2 separate regions of the Hordeum vulgare genome follow, and region 2 is linked to region 1. Evidence: chromatin contacts called from public Hi-C data. All regions are on one chromosome and are shown on one strand. Each heading gives the region's core, a stretch centred on a gene start, on an enhancer-like site or on the middle of the called end of the contact. The rest is flanking DNA. Distances are from core to core; before and after follow the strand shown.

What was found. Hi-C and Micro-C count contacts between places; a contact is called where the count stands out from the background.
Region 2: a contact with region 1 is called in a Hi-C map of leaf, with 3 times the contacts expected there. The contact joins the promoter of LOC123425281 here to the promoter of LOC123425276 in region 1. A contact is called at or near these places in 4 of 6 Hi-C or Micro-C datasets (leaf and seedling) and 1 of 1 datasets of contacts at active chromatin or transcription factors (embryo).

What each region holds. Positions count from the first base shown.
Region 1 is chr2H:95,778,356-95,781,467 of MorexV3_pseudomolecules_assembly, reverse strand. It overlaps LOC123425276 (protein WEAK CHLOROPLAST MOVEMENT UNDER BLUE LIGHT 1-like), which reads left to right and starts at 1,706. Exons shown (of 3, transcript XM_045108953.1): 1 at 1,706-1,956.
Region 2 is chr2H:96,071,472-96,074,410 of MorexV3_pseudomolecules_assembly, reverse strand. It overlaps LOC123425281, which reads left to right and starts at 1,330. Exons shown (of 4, transcript XM_045108957.1): 1 at 1,330-1,666; 2 at 1,793-2,162; 3 at 2,587-2,707; 4 at 2,827-2,939. The coding sequence starts at 1,625. The coding sequence ends at 2,687. It overlaps LOC123425283 (vacuolar protein sorting-associated protein 27), which reads left to right. Exons shown (of 10, transcript XM_045108959.1): 10 at 1-224.

The DNA of each region.
Region 1 (3,112 bases), core at 457-2,956:
GTAAACGATTTATGCTGGACCCTATTTGCGGGGTGTGCTCTTTCAGGCTTCCGTATAGTAGTGGCCTCAGACCTGTGCCCGTGAATCTGCTGGTATTTCAGTTTAGCCGGTACCTTCGGTTTGGCCACCAAAACCACCTACTAGCAGCAAATGACGTCTGTGATGGGCCGACAAGTGGATGGACCCCCAGCATTTAGGAGCATCTAACCAGAATGTGGAGAAAGAGTACCCCACGGTACGTGCCGACCTACACGGTACACCGTCAGCTAACGAACAAAGGTTGCTGCAGTGCAGCACAGTCCCCCTTCCCCCTGCTGCTTCTTTCCGACCGTCAGCGCTACAGCACCGTCGTCCCTTTTTCTGAACCCGCTTCCAGACTCTGAAAAATGCCCTGCCTACCCACACACACACCGGCGCCCGGCCCAGGAGTCGGGGGACCAGCAGGCGGGCGTGTGCGGTGCGGTGGTGTAGCTGGGGCACGGCCCCCCCGTGTCCCCGCCTCTCGCTTCAACCCGGAGGTTGGAGCACGCGGACCGCGCCGGAGCCATCCATCCATCCGCCCGCGCCGTCGCCGCCTGCCCCTCCGGCCGTGTCAGCTCCACGTCCACATGCGTGTCGCCGGCTCGCCGTCGCCACTCGCCACTGGATTGCTACAACCTGTTTGTTTGCTACTCCCGTCACAGGCTCCACGACGGCGACGGAGACGGGCTCTTCCGCGTGCCGACGAGAACGTGTTCGCTGGCGCCGCGATCTCTGCCCAGCCACCCAGCCAGCACATAATTAGCCTCTCGCAGCGGAAGCGAAAATGTGGGACATCTCCGTCAAATAATTCAGCGATTTTTGTGTCACCTCCAAAGTCCAACGGCTCCACGTCCAGGCTCTAGCACGTCACGCTCGTCCGGCCTACGTCTCGATCTTAGCGAGAACGGACGGAGGATGCGTCGCGTCAGGTCGCCGTTTTCGCTCACCGAAAGCCTCGCTGCTGCTGGAATCTCTCTGCCCTTTCCACCTTCCACGCCAAATCCCCCACGGTTTATTTAGGAAAGTTATGATCATTATTATCGTAAATGAGCGGTGCGTACATGTGAGATACGTATGCTAGTTACAAAAATGTCTCAACTCCATTCAAAGCCACTAGTTCTACCTCCAAAAAGCCTTTAAACAGTTCGAGTTCGACTGCTAACTAAACTGCAGTACCGGCACAATATATCCACCAGGCTTTCCGTTTGACACCTCGTATTTGTTGAAAATTTTAGATCAGTACTAAGCGCAGTCAACATCCTATGATATATTGTACTCTAGTCTTTATTTTTATGGGTATGATATATATTGACATTTTGATGCGTGGTCAAACTGTCATCAATTGTGAACAACACGATCCCAAAATCCACAAATACAAAAGTTTGATAAGATAACACGTAAATCAAAATTGCTCTCCATGCATAATCCATGGTATTGGTACGGTGCAATCTTGATCGCCGATACTAGCCCACCGCCCACGGTGACCCACCAATTGGCCGCCCCCCAAAATCCAGCTTAAAATCGTCTCCTAAAAAATCCATCCTAAAATCAGCACCTGTGAGTAGATTGAAAAACCAGTTTTCGAACAAAACGAACAAAACGAACAAATCCACGGTGACACCCTTAGTTTTCGAACAAAACGAGAGGGGCTCTCCGCCAAAAAAAAGGAGTCCCACTCCCATCCGCTCCTCGCACGCAGTAATCAAATCCCAATCCCAGGTGTGAAGTGTCCGACCGTCCAGTGGACTCACGGGCCGGACAAAAACCCAAGCACACGTACACCACACCTCTCCTTCTCCTTCTCCCTCCCCTAGAGGAGAAGAAGAAAAGAAGGAAGCCAGAAATCGCGAGCACCAAGACCGGAGATCCGAATCGCCGCGAAAGGAGGCCCCCGATCGCTTCGTCCGCACGCACGACCCCCGCCCGCGCGATCGAGTAAGCTTCCTCCCCTCCCGCTTCAATCCGCCATTAATCTCTCCTGTTTCAGCACGTCTGGGCTGCGGCGGCCTGCCGAGTTCTTGATTCTTCGTCCGATGCGAGATTGGGCGACGGTTTCTGCGGTGCTTTTCTCCGTTTAATTTTCGAGGTTTTTCCTGTCGGTTTCGTTCCCGTGGATGTACAGTCAGTTGCAGGAAGAATCTAATTTTGGTCTGGGACTGAGGTAGCAGCCAACCAAAGATGGAAATCCCCCTTGTAGTTCGTTCCGTGGATTAGTAGGACAACTCGGTCTCGTTGTGCCATGATATCATGGGCGGTCCGGCAAGAATTTTTCAGTTTTTTTTTTTGGGGTGTTTTCGTCCCTGCGTGGAAGAAGAGCGCTAGAACCCCACTGCCATAAAAAAACTCTCTGTTTTATTTAAAGCCAGTTAGTTCAGTAGTACTACTAGAACTTCAATAAATATTTTACCTTGCTAGGTACAGTTAGTCATATAATCTTATTTATTAATACTACGTGTTATACTAGTTGGGTCTGTTCAATCATATTTAATACTATTATACTATCTAGGATTAGATTACCAATGAGGTCATGCCAAAATATGAGCCTGTACGGAGATGAGAATTTTTTTCTCCTGGAAGTCAAACATTCAAGTTTGGTTGATGCACATAGGAGTATAGGACTGACCATGATTTGAAGGAATTATGACCGAACATGATTGGAATGATTCGGCTCATAATTGTCACAAATAATAATGGTGTTGGGACAAGGAATTTTGCTATCCCTGCTCCATTATGACATAGTTTTAGGAGCTATAAAAATGGCATGCTTTATTTGGTTGCTTACTTTGGCTCTTTATTTAGAAAAGATGGTTTTAGGTCATGCATACATAAGGTTGGGTGCAAAAAGTAGCTGAATTATTGCAGACAGAAAGCAGGTAAGGTGTCAGTCGGTGGCAATGATTAGTGCATGTAGGGCAGGATCAGTAAAGTTCTTTTGGTGACTGCATATACATTTGGTGCACATAGTCATCGGTTGTTATTGCAGTTTTGTTGTCTCTGCTCCCCTTGGAACATGGATAGAGGCTTGGCATTGCAAAATAAGTTTGGGCTAAATGTTTGACAGCCTCACAATTGTTTTATTTCACACCACTCG
Region 2 (2,939 bases), core at 81-2,580, 290 kb before region 1:
AACGACGATTTGGAAATAAAACACTCGAGGGGTTGGGTGATTCATTTGGGTATCACACCATCATCACCATCATGTATTAATGTTGGAATGTCACAGCCTCACAGGGTGTGGTTGTTTGATCCTGAATAAGTTGTTCTGCCCAATCTTCATAATTTCTTCTTGTATTTATGTTTCGCAATCATGACTTCTTCCCCAGACTCAATGTACACTAATACTACTCCCTGGTGCCCATGTTGAAACGTAAATGACGTTTCTGGCATTATTGATATGTCGCCAAACACAAAAGCTCTAGCCAATATTTCATCTTGCGAGATGGTACTCTGTCTGTGAACGCGAGGGCATATAGTATAATATATTACGAGGGAATTTGTATTATTATGAGAGATGAGAAGACGTTGATATTTTGGTAGTACTGCACATTGTTTCACATGGGTGATTGAAATGGTTTCTCCTTTTCCGAGATGGTGCTTCGTTGGTGAACGCGAGGAAGCATATAATATTAGTACAATTGAATTTGTTTCTTGATGAAAAGATGATTATATTTTGGTAGTGCATTGTTTCACATGGGTGATTGAAACGGCTTCTTCCTCTCCTTGGAGGTAGTTGAGTCGTACTCCATTTGTTTTGCATTATATATACAGGAGTACTAGTCGCTGCATGGATTAAAAGAGTGTATTATTATTTCAGGCGCTGTCCATGTCACCTCGCACCCCCTGGTTTTGAGCCCACAAGGCCACCACGCGGGTGAAGTCAGAGCTCGTCACAGCCTCGTCAGCGCCGCCGCGGCGACGCAGATCTTTTCAGCGCGCCGGCGAAAATATCTCGGGGTCCGTAGTCTTATCCGTCTTCCTCGCCGATCTTGTCTCTGACCGGACGCAGCTCCGCTCTGTCGAAGATAGCGACCACCGAACTCATCGGCGACCGCGACAGCCTAAAACCATGATGATCAACCATGGATAGAAGTAGAAGTGGATAGCACCCGACCCTTCTCGTAAAAGAAATCGCGGAAACGAAACCAAAGCAAAGCAAGGCGGTGGCACTAACCTGGCTTCTTACGCATCTGGTCGTCTAATTAGCTGAGAAAGGGATCAAAAAGATGGCGCAGAATAACACAAGTTGCTATAAGGACAAAGGTTGGACCGACGTCACGACAGTTACCGGGCCATGCCCACATTCGAAACCAAAACCTTGTTAGTACCATCGACCGGAAAAATATCATCGTCTCTTTTTTGTTTGGTTGGGTCGGGGAAAAATATCCGGAGCGTTTTCTTCTTAGTACCAGACGCGAGATGGTGGTGCCTGAAAATATCTTTGGCCGCAGTACCATCGTCGAACCGTCCGGATCGGAATAAACAAGCCACGAGGTAGGCGGTGCAGCGCGGCGAGACTCCCTCCCTCCCACCTGCCCGCACGCGCGAGCTGACACTGTGGCGGATATTTACCGCGCCACCGGAGGCCACGTGGAAAAGCGGCGCCACGAAGGAAATAAAAGAGAAACGTCCGTCGGCCGGCCGAGCCGAGCGCCTCTAGCATTCGAGATCTTTTCTCTTTTCTCTCACCTCCCTCCCTCTCCCTCTCCCTCTCCCTCTCTGGTTGGTGGTGAAGTTGAAGGAAGGAGACGACGATGGAGGAGGTGGACGGTCTCCGGGAGCTCGCGCGCTTGCCGGTAAGCGCCCTCCTCCTTCTTCTTCTTCGTCGGTCTAATTACCTGCGGATTTGTTGGGGACTTGGGGTTGTTGTGTGGGTCTGAATCATGGGATTCATGGAGCTGTTTCTTTCTTTATTCTGGCAGGACGTGATGGTGGTTTGCTCGTCTGCCGGATGGACGGACCAGAAGCACATGCTCTACCTGGGCTTGTTGCAGGAGTCGTTCGTGAACCGGTTGCACGACGGTGAAATCGGCTTCAGGGGGCTCTTCCATCTCTCCCCAGGACCAAGAGCTTCTACGCCCAAGCAACCGTCCAAGGCTGACAGAGCAAAGGTTGGGCAGGGCAGACCACCTTGCTGCGGGAATCATGGAGACGGAGAAACGATTTCTATGGAAGAAGAAGATGATGATGCATCATCACAAGTCTCCGGCTCGCAATCAAGTGCGACGACCTCTCGACCATCTTCCCCGTGCCATTTTGGCAAGCGCGGATGTTCCCCTTCTAGCACCGCAGGTACGTTGTTTCTCAGAGATATGATCTCGTATCTGTGCATATCGCGCTAGTTCAACTTATGTCTGTCCTGAATAAATAATTTTTTGCGGCACCGACTAGTTCATCCATAAATAAACTTATGTCATCCTGTCAGTCCTTCTACTCCATTGATGCACATGCACTCGGGGTTGATACTTGGTACCACCATTAGTTCTCATTGATGCACATGCTTGTTTGCTGTAGCTTGTTAGGTACCCCCTCTTAAACAAACGTAAGACGTTTTATAGGTCACTGAAGTATCGTAAAGCGTCTTACATTTGTTTACAGAGGTGGTACGAGATTATGAATAGAGGTCTTCAAACTAGTCTGTTTCCTTAGAGTTGGCTGGGCCTGGGTGACATTGTAAGTAAGATCCTTACGCGGGGACTACTCTGCATTTCATCAGAGGGATCGGATCAGAACTTCGTTGACGAGGAAACGATTGCGAGGGAAACCGGAGAATCAAGAGGACGACCGCTCAGCAACAAGCGACTCAAAGTCTGCTGACCGCTACTATGGATGATCAAGTAAATGAGAAAACAAATATCCCCACCTTTCAATCTGTGTTCTATTGCTGTTCGATGAATTCGATGTTCATATTTTTATGAAACCATTCTGACCTCTACACGTTCCCATTGTTTTGTAGGCAGTTCATCATCCATGAATGCACAAGAGAAGAAGGGTAACGAACACTGTTATGGCTAGCTCACTGGAGGCGGGTTTTGGATTAATGGCCTGATTTAATGTGATAACAGTCAT